Regions from separate parts of the Danio rerio genome. Here region 2 is linked to region 1. The links are chromatin contacts, called in public Micro-C maps. All regions are on one chromosome and are shown on one strand. The core of a region is the stretch at or near the end of the contact, and the rest is flanking DNA. Distances in the headings are between cores, read along the strand shown. Region 1 overlaps jarid2b (jumonji and AT-rich interaction domain containing 2b). Region 2 overlaps jarid2b (jumonji and AT-rich interaction domain containing 2b).

Evidence for each region. A called contact is a pair of places that touch in the nucleus more often than the background predicts.
Region 2: a contact with region 1 is called in a Micro-C map of caudal fin, with 2.6 times the contacts expected there. The contact joins two enhancer-like sites. A contact is called at or near these places in 2 of 18 Hi-C or Micro-C datasets (caudal fin and hematopoietic stem cells).

Annotation. Positions count from the first base shown.
Region 1 is chr19:28,481,818-28,486,846 of GRCz12tu, forward strand. All of the region lies in intron 1 of jarid2b (jumonji and AT-rich interaction domain containing 2b), which reads left to right. Among named protein-coding and RNA genes, the nearest start is that of jarid2b, 99 kb to the left of the region's middle. Within about 2 kb of position 3,089, at least 40 of the 62 cell types and tissues checked have an H3K27ac peak or open chromatin away from gene starts, as enhancers often do. A contact at or near this core is called in caudal fin, where this site is marked.
Region 2 is chr19:28,544,825-28,550,471 of GRCz12tu, forward strand. jarid2b (jumonji and AT-rich interaction domain containing 2b) reads left to right here. Exons shown (of 18, transcript NM_001202459.1): 6 at 1-103. Among named protein-coding and RNA genes, the nearest start is that of dtnbp1b, 100 kb to the right of the region's middle. Within about 2 kb of position 3,812, at least 20 of the 62 cell types and tissues checked have an H3K27ac peak or open chromatin away from gene starts, as enhancers often do. A contact at or near this core is called in caudal fin, where this site is marked.

The sequences.
Region 1 (5,029 bases), core at 1,839-4,338:
CTGCCAGCCAGCTCTGCCAGTCTATAAATGAGCCTAGCATTTTCTCGGTAACTGCCAGGAGAAGCTTTCTAATGCTTGTTTTTGTGACCAATTTTGTTTGACAGAAATGAGTTTGTGTGTGTGGGGTTGTGTATTGTGAACAGATTTGCTTTCCGTATTTATTATTCTTTTCGGGTTCTGTTTTGAAAGGTTTGAACCAAAAAATAAGGAAGAAGAAAACTTTCTGATATTTTACCCTCCTTCTTGTCATCTAAGATGTTCATTTCTTTCTTCAGACATAAAGAAATTGTGTTTTTTGTGAAAAACATTTCAGGAATTTTCTCAATAATAGTGGACTTCCATGGTACCTGTGTTTTTTGGAGTGTCTTGTGTCTTACCAAGCAAAACAACTGGCCATTTCCTAAACTTCACTATATTGAAAAAAATCCTGAAATGCTTTCCTCATAAACAATAACTGAAAAAAAGAACAAAATTTGCATTTTAGGTGGCAAAGGTGCAAGTAAATTATGAATTATTTTGTTCTGGAAGTGAACTACTCCCAATCCCTTTAACATATTGAATTCTTGTCACTGTGAAGGTAACATAAAAGTGTACACAAAGAGTGACCTTCAAATCCTTTTGAATGCATTGCTCAGTTAGCTAGCTTTGAACATGTTGGCAGTTTAAGTTAACTTTGTATTTCTTGCGCAGCATGATCTTTCAAACTGTTGCTCTGTCTAGATGGTAGACATTTTAGGACACATTTTATGTGAATTCCCTCTATTGACCTTATTCTTCAATGAATAAGTGCGCTCGTTTTTGAGATTGTTTTAGAAATTTTGATTGAGCTTCCTATGAGAGAAATGACTAGGAATAATAAACAGCTTAAAACAAAAAACAAAACAAAAAATGTCAGTGGCGAGGCAGTGGCGCAGTAGGTAGTGCTGTCGCCTCACAGCAAGAAGGTCGCTGGGTCGCTGGTTCGAACCTCGGCTCAGTTGGTGTTTCTGTGTGGAGTTTGCATGGGTTTCCTCCGGGTACTCCAGTTTCCCCCACAGTCCAAAGACATGCGGTACAGGTGAATTGGGTTGGCTAAATTTTCCGTAGTGTATGAGTGTGTGTGTGTGTGTGTGTGTGTGTGTGTGAATGTGTTTGTATGATGTGTGTGTCCCAGAGATGGGTTGCAGCTGGAAGGGCATCCACTGCGTAAAATCTTGCTGGATAAGTTGGCGGTTCATTCCGCTGTAGCAACCCCGGATTAATAAAGGGACTAAGCCGACAAGAAAATGGATGAATGAATGAATGAATGAAAATGTCAGTTTGCAACATCAAGCAGCACAACAAGCTGCTTTTAATGTCTAAAAATGAATGAAAGTGAATAAGACCTGAAGTCTCGAACCAAAAAGATTTAAATGGCTGGTGAATAGCAGTAGCAGCCCCTGGTTTCTTTTCCATAAATATGTACTTGTGTAAATTAGGGCTGCACGATATTGAAAAAAATTAACATTGCGATATTTTTTTTCTATGCGATATATATTGCGATTATATATAATAGAGATATAATGTCACAAGATGACTTCAACAACTCTTTAGAGACTTTAGATTGATTTGGATGATTTTATAGGGGAGTGAAATATAAATGTATTTTTATGTAATGTATTATAAACATATAATAAACAAAATACACATAAATAAACACAATGGAGCAAATATTCAAGAGAAATAAACAGTGATTTATGATTTTCTGCCCAGAATCTAACAGTATTCGGTTACAGAAAATGAATAATCAAGTGTATAAATTGTTTAATGAAATTAATCTTTATTAAACTTTTTTTGTACTCTATTAAAATGCTTAAAATTCAATATAATGCCATCAGTCTATAGAAATTTTCTAGTATTTCTCTGTTGCAATTGGGATATCACCATAATTAACCCCGAAAAGCCAAAGCAAATCTATCAATATCTTACCAGATTACTGTTGTGTTTGCCATAAGGAAAAAAGATAAACTCTTTCTAAAACTTTCTTTCTGTTTACTGAACTAGTCTGTAGTAGCAAAAACAGAAAAATCCCATCTTACACTCAATAAAATACAATTACTATTGATTAAATACAGCACTACAACAAACAAAAGAGAGAGATCGACTTAGAATGTGATTTACTAGTTTTATAATGATTTATATTATAAATATTTACAATAGGCACTATCCTTTTAAATAAACAACTACATTCTCACCTAAAAAAAGCCTTAAAAGTGCATTCTGCAATATTTGGTGAGTTGCAAAACTGTGGTGAGTTGATTGATCTGCTGTCACTCTATGTAGGCGGAGTACTACAGAAAGGTGAGGAAGCTATAGGTGTTCTGATATTGCAGAATATCGCACTGCTATCAGCCAATCAGATTTGAAAACCAGACAGAACTTTTGTATAAAGTATATTATATATTAGTTTTATTATAACTAAATAAGGTTCTTATCATACACCTTTTTTAATGTTAACTTGTCTGTTTTACAGGTGAAGTGTAAAATGACACTATACAGTACAATCATTTTCAGTTGACTATAATGTAATGCTCAAGACAAAAAGTGAATTGGCAGTTTTCCAGATGCTCAGCTGTGCAACTGTTTATATATGTGCAGTTAGCTATACTGCACTGGCTCCTGGAAGCCTTGTGTTAGATTGCACATCAATTGATTCAACAGAATGCAAGCTAACACTGAATATCTAAATATCTGCACAGCCTCTGTGACTTGGTGTTCGTTTTAATGCTGGGGGCCGAAATATTCTTCTGATCGTTGTTTTCATTGCAGACTAGTGATCCGTACTGTGCTTCTACATCTCTGTTAAAGGCAGTATCCAGCTCAGCATTTTTTTTTTCAGAGCAGGAATGCTATATGTAGCGCAAGAAGGAAATAACTGTGGCGGCTTGCCAAGCTTTGAGGGAATGCGGGGACGGAGGGGAGGGTGGAAAAGAGAAAAGAAAACAAACTTGAAGGCAAAGCGTTCGCGGTCGGCTCCCAGAGTTGAGTGAGGAGTTTTTCAGACGCGAGAGGTGTGTGTGTGTGTGTGTGTGTGTACGCACTGAGCAGTAATAGTCTATTCAGAGAGCAGCACTGGCTCTGTGCCAGACCGCGAGGTGATAGCGAGCATGGGGTAATTGCTGCCTACCCAGCAGCCTGCTGGATTGTGCTCATGGGATCCAGTGACAGCATCGCGCCTCTGAGTGCTTCAGCCCACCTTGCCCGTCTGTGCGCACTCGCACACTAATATTATTGCCGTCTCTTGGCATTAGACCCTGCCGCCATGCATTAGGGGCCGTAATGTGTAGATAATTCTCAAAACTGACACTTGTATCGTTTACTAATTCTGTTGTCTGTGAGAACAGCTCTGTGGTTGCGCTGCGGCTTTGCATGCAAGCTATTTTGAGCCACGCTCTGTCTGTGTGTGTGTGTGTGCATGTCTGCAGGTGTGTGTGTGTCTCTAACGAGGTGCTCTGGTGGTTTCACACACCACACGCCCAATCAGATGCTGTCAGGCATCTGCAGCGCATCAGTGCGTAGAGCAGTCTCTAGGTGTGTGTGTTTGTTGACATGTCTGCTGGGAGATCTGATGTTCAACTGTCAGTGTCAGCCCCCGCACAGGAACCTGTGCACACACACATATGCCTTTTGTTTCCCTAGGCTCCTCCTTCTTCTTAACCCCACAGGACACATTGCCACCGTGCAAACCTTACACTTCTTGGGGCTTTCCGTCAGATTTGTTCAGATTATTGTCATTTAATTCACTGAGGTCTTGTTCAGTGTAGTAACTTAGTTAACTTTAAGTCCCCCATGTACTCACGGCAGGTCTCCATCACAATGTAGCGCTGTCTTCCTTAACAGTTCATTCACATGCAGAAGGCTTCAGCATTTAGAAAGGAAAGGTTTTTGCATTGTTGTAGCTGTCTAACTGATGCACTGCTCCGTCAGTACAGTAACTGTGAGTAACAACACTCCCCCATCTCCACGGCACAGGAATGTGTGTAGTTTTCAGTTCGCGATCTGTGCTCTGAGATGGAGGAAACAGTTATTGCCTGTGGGAAATAACTTTTTAACTGGCTCTCTGAAAGGTAACGTGAAGGATGCTAGAGGTAGCACCTCGTCTGTGGATAAACTTGGTTAAAAATGCTTAACACTGTTTCATAAAAAAAAATAAAAAAAATCATTACAAAAAATAATTTCCACAGGAAATAATCATTTAAGTTCACTTTTCCTGTGGCAAATTCTAATTCCTGTGCAGGTTTCCTGTTCCGCCGTACAATGGCAGAAAATATCTAAATATTTTATTTATTTAGATTTAGTCATTTTAGTTCTTAATTCATTTAGACATGACAGCTGAGAAAAAAGTGTGACAAAAATACATCTTAGTTCCTTTTTTCTGGTAGCTAAGTCATCAAGATTAGAAATGGGATGATAACCGGTTTCAAGAATTACCATGGTTTGGAAAGTCAAGGTTTTAAAACCACTGAAGTTTTCTCTTATATTATATTATATTATATTATATTATATTATATTATATTATATTATATTATATTATATTATATTATATTTATTATATTATATTGTATTATTTTATATTTAAGGGTTTTTCATAAGTTTTTTAAAATGTTGTAAAGAAATCTGTGTTTTTAAAAATAATTAAGATAGCAGAAGTCAGTGATTTATTTTATTTATTTAGCCTAACATGTTTACTGTTCCAAAACATTTCAAATGTTTCCTGAAGTAAAATATATTGTGCTCAATGGAGATAAAATAGTTGATAAAATAGTACCCAGAGATTTAACAATAACTTCTTTTAAAGCAGTAATCACAATACTGTGAAACTGTGATATTTTTATGCAAGGTTATCATAACCATCAGAAACTTATATTGGCCCATGCTTAATCACGATACACAATTCTGTCAGTAAACAGTATTAAAAGTGCACATATGCTGTTGTATAGTGTTTTGTGTCTATTTGCAGTGTAAATATTTGCCCTAACCTATAAGGTAACGATACTATTGACACTTAAGT
Region 2 (5,647 bases), core at 2,562-5,061, 64 kb after region 1:
TGATGAGTCTGAGATCTCCCACAAACACACGGCAGCCACAGCCAAGAGCCACAACACCAATGGCCACAACTACAGGAGAGCTGCAGAGGAGCTCCGAAAGCAGGTGCATATCCATGAGTAGAATACAATGACTGGTTTTGCAGGTCAGCAAATATGCTGGAGCTGCTAGTCAGTAAAAGTTGAGGCGAATGGTTTGGTTCAGTATACTAACATACAGTTCAGTATGCATTTATCCACATTTCCACTGCCGAGAGCACCAAAATAGTGAAGTGTAATGTACCCCTTTTTTTTGAAAGTGTTTTTTTCTTTCTGTGTATGTTTTGTCGTGCATTAAAATGATTCACTAGCTAAGCTTTTGCATTTGAAACAATGAAAAATATATGCAATATATGAATAAATATTTGTGCTGGCAATCACCAAGCCTGCCAAGTGAAGGTACTGTTGGCAGTGGAAATGCAAGCCTGGTCAGGGTGAACCATGCCAAATTCTGCTATAGTGTATTATACTAAACTGTATATCTCCGTGGAAATTAGACAATTAAGTGCCACAAAAGTCATGTAGTCTAACATAACCAGATATTCATCAAATTATATTAACATTGTAATATTAGGTCACACTTTATTTTGATGGTCCGTTTGTTGAATTTAAGTTGCATTGCATCTACATGCCAACTAACTATCATTAGATTATAAGTAAACTCTCAGGTTGGTGTTAGGGTTGGTATAAATTGACATGTACTTGCAAAGTTTCTTATAGTCAGTTAAATGTCTGTTTAGCAGCAGTATCAACAGATATTAAGCAGACAGTCTACCAATACTCAACTGGACCATCAAAATAAAGTGTTACCAAATATTATTTCCCTAATCTGTTGTGCAAATTGTGAACATATGTTTTTTCTTCTACTTCTAATTCTGGACTGTCTTCTTGTGGACTTCTAACGACACAATCTCACAACAATTTGTAATGTTTTTATTAGCATTATTAGGTTACGCCTCTAAAGGGCTATGTTTTGTATGAATTAGCCACTTTTTTGCCAACACGTGAAATAGTTACGTTTCCTCATGAGATCAGTTTGTTAATTACATATTAATTAAAAAATGTATTTAAAAATAAATAATTTTTACCTCTAAGCTAATAATAAAAACTGACTTTACCATAAAGATACTCACATTCTGTTTCTTGTACATTCAGAATGTTGTAAATTACAGTTACTTGAATGTAAAATAGAACGCAACAATGACAAAGGGCCCTGCATCATATCATTGTTTGTAAAACCAGGATATGCTTAATAATGTTAAATTGTTGCTTACTAAATCTAAAGGGCTATTCCGATGCTTTTGACTGGGACACAGAACCAATTACGGTACTTGAATTCCTAAGTGTAAATCTCTTACTGTCAACTTGTGGCACTAAAACCAGGACTTTCTGCATTTTTTATATAACGTCTTCATTTCTAGTTCGTTCAACAATTACAATTATTAATTCAAATACAGATATTGGTCTTCCTGTCTTTTCCAAAAAAAAAAAAAAAAACGCAACATTGTTGCATATAAACAGGATTTTTTTTTTTTTTTTTTTGCGCTGCCTTAGTGTTTTGTCCATGTAATCAAAATGACCTTTCTTATGTGTATGAGAAGTATAGGTCCAATGTATTTTAGCACTCATGTTGTAGCAGTAGTACCTAAAAGTGGTGGTTTAATGACTGATGCCATGTTAAACCCTTGAGTCGGATAAAGCCTGTTATTATACTGACACACGCACATAAACACTTTACCACTCGTCTTTTATACTTAAAACAATAAACAGGGATGATAAATGTGGCATAGTCTGCAAAACTATGACAATCTACAAGACAGCTGTTGACCTCTCCCTCTCTCGCTCTTTTTCTTTTTATTGTCTCTCTTTTTAAAGCCAATTTTCATGTGTTAAAGAGCCATGACATGAGCATAACCGATTACACATGCTTTGAATGTTTATCATGCTGCTTTCTATTTTTTGTATCGAGCAACTCTGGAAATTGATCGCATTTAGTAACACACTATAGGTGTACAGTATCTTCCTCCATCAGTGGGAATATATAAAGTATATCGATGGAATAATTTTGAGAGATAAAAAGGCAGTGGGAGAAGGGATTTATTATTTTTATTGTGGACTTTATGTATTTATTTTGGCTTTAGAGTGTTTGGCTTTACTTGATCTGTGAACTAGAGTGTTCTCTTGCTGCTAACAGCAGGTGCAGAACAGGTTCAGCAGCATTTTTATTAAACTGATTTGTGTGTTAATTGTTAGAGTGAGTTACAGCTGTATTTATTTATTTCATTTTATCCATGGCAGTTACATTAAGGAGTCTTTTTGATTTTTTTTTTTTTTTTTGTCTTTTTCTTTTTCTTTGAAGATTTCCTGTTCTTTTAACTGCTAGATATTTGGCTGTGGTGTTTGGAGTTTGTCTCCAAAGACAGCAGAAATTTTAGATGTGTTTTTTTTTTCATAGAAATATGTTACTATAAAGTGTAAAATGGTAATGAAGTTGAATTAAATGGATGGTTTACCAAAAAAATGAAGATTTAGTCACTATTTACTCAAACTCAATTGGTTCCAAACCTTTTTTTTAACACTTTATAAGTCAATGGTTGCAGGTTTTCAGCTATCTTTTAAGCTAATTTTGTGTAGAAGAAACATAAAAAAATTAAATAAAATGGTTTGAAACAATTTTGTAAATAATGACAGAATTTTAGTTTTGGTTGAACTATTGCTACATGTATATAACATATGTGCCTAATCTGTAGAGACCATCCAAACTGATTTTTTTTTCCCCAATCAAAAATAGTTTATTTAAATTTTGAATTTAATAAAATTTTTTTAGCTTTCTTTATTGATTTTAGCCGTTTTTACAATGCACAAAATTTTTTTTTCCATTTATGTTTTCATTTACAGTTTTCATTTGCATTTTCGTTGTTGATTGGATTTTACGATCTCATTTTATGTTAATTAATTTTTTTAATTAAATTTTTTATGTAAATTATAATTATTGCACACAAATAATAAATGAATAATTAAATAGTCCTAAAAAAATGTATTTAAAGACATTACCAGCAAAACACGGAGAAACACAGTGCATGGTCTAAAGGGCTCTTAAGTTGAATGCTACTTCATCAAAAGCCTAAAAATAAATTGATCTACCTCAAGCAGATCACCTAAATTATAATAAAAATAATCTATACATATACACACACGTATATACACTTATACATATAAATAAATGCATGTAAATACACATACAATATAAAGGTACATCATATAACTACAATGGTAAATTAATAGCTGGTAATACAAGGTATACAGAGATAAGATTTGCATCAGCTTACTTCAGGAAACCTTCAAAGGGATTCCAAATTTTGGAAAACTTTTCAGGTTTTCTCTTGACCAAATAAGTTAATTTTTCTAAAGCCAAACAATAAAACAATTCCCGCAACCATTGTCCAATTTTTTCCACAAACGAGCTATTATAAGTTTTCCATGTAACAAACAAAGTTAACAGTGTCTTTTCTGAACTAGTGAAAGTGCTTGTAATAGGACAAATATTTAGAATACACAGCTTTGGACATGTGGGTATATTCTGTTTTAATACTATGGATAGATAAAAAGTTTAGAAATTCCTCCTAAACATGTTCAACCAAAGGACACTTCTGAAACTTCATAGTCTGAACGGATAGATTAAAATGTAGTGTGTATGTGTGTGGTGTGGGCTACAGCGCTGCAGATGTTCTCAGTTAAATCTTGTGCTGTGCTGCATCTGGCCTATAGCAACACATGATGTCATCTGTCCTCCCTCATGCTCACATGAGTCCAAGATCTACTTCAAAAAGCTGGCCTGGCCTCTTGTCTGTGTGGGTTCTCCTGTTATTGTTCCTGGCTGTTAAACGGGTTTAATTGCACATCTCTAGCCAGCCAACCTTTAACTATTCCATCCTTCCTTCCATTCTCTTTCCTTGTTTTCTTCCCTGTTTCCTCCAGCCTGCTCTTCGTTTCCCCTTCAGGGGGTTGCCCACTGGGGACAGTCCATTGACCTGTATTCTCTTGCTTGCGTGGTTTCTTCCTCACTTTCTCTCTTCCACCTTTTCAGACAGTCTAAATAATAGCTGGCAGCATGTGGCAGGGCTCATTTGCCCCCTCAGGCAGAGTTCTGGGCTCAGTGAGCCCTCTAGTGGTCATGATGCTCAATACACACAAAGCCAGACGCGGGACAAGCTCTGCTCAGCATCCAGCGTTATGCTGAGTGGGATTATCATTACCATCACATTCTGCACTCTCAGAGCCCTGCAGATGGGATAAGGCGTGCCATAGACCACTGACGTGTTATTTCAAAAGAGGGCGGGTATGATGACGGGGGTGCTTCATAGACATGGCCGCAGCTGACATCATGCTACATTTGCTTACTCTACCTGCAGAGAGCATCCATCATGCCTGCCTCTGGGGCTGGAGTCTGTCGCTTTCTTTTATATTCTCCCCCTCTCCCTCCTGCAGTTCTTTTTTTCCTGCTGCCGACAAGAGGAAACGATTGATGAAGGAGGTCACATTTCAGTCCCCCTTATCTTTTAATAGCCTCTCTTTGTTGTGCGGCTGCACCTGATTGGAATACAATACAGCCGATGTCTTACTTCAAAGACACTCAGCAATCTCCTCGCCTGTCCGACAGCAAACCTCTGGCTCCGAGATCAGCACAGTCTGGACACCGTTCCCACAACAGAGACTCTCGTTAAGGGTGTTCAGTGACTTTAAAGAGAGGAAAATGAGGGAGGGTGTGGCTCCACATCTAATGGCCTATTCAAAAGTGTGAAGTTATCAAAATGGGCCACATCAAGTAGTCAAATGGAACAATTAAATGGCTTCTTTGCTATCAGGTGGAAAATTCACACTGTGAGACAAGGAATAGTGTAAAAAAATAACAAGAAAACACAAACCTAAAAATCTTGCCAGTGTAATGCAGAAAGAACAAGCCTTTTTGCTAGATTTAAAACCAGAGTCTCAAATTGGTACTTGCCCAATAATATATTTACCACGAATATGCAAGAATGGTTTTCATATCCGACTGCATCATTATAAATTAAATAGACAGTTCACCCAAAAATTCAAATTGAGTCATTATTTACAGCCCCTTCACTTGTAGCAAACCTGTTAGAAATTCTTTCTTCTGTCGAAGACCAAAGACATTATTTTGAAGAAGGCTTGAAACCCTTAACTATGGACTTCCATAGTGTTTTTTTACTATGAATGTCAATGATTACAGCTTTATTCAAAATATTGGTTGCATCCGAAACCGTCTACCACTCAGTAGGTACTGCATTTGATTTAAATGTACTACTTGGTCTTTAGAAAAGTTTGTTCTATGTCGTATGAATGTGAAAAGGAACTCGGACATACTGTATCCACCATTTTGTCATAATTACATGACCTACCTGTGTGAATTGCCTCCTTTGACTCACATTCATGAATTCTCTCATGGGGAATAATGGGATAGTACAGCGTGCATCAGATGCACTCTTCAGAATTGGCCAGAAGTAGTAAGTCATCCAAGTATTTCTCGCATACTGTTTTTTTTTTTTTTTTTAAATCTATGAATTCGGACATACTGCTCTACTCATAAACT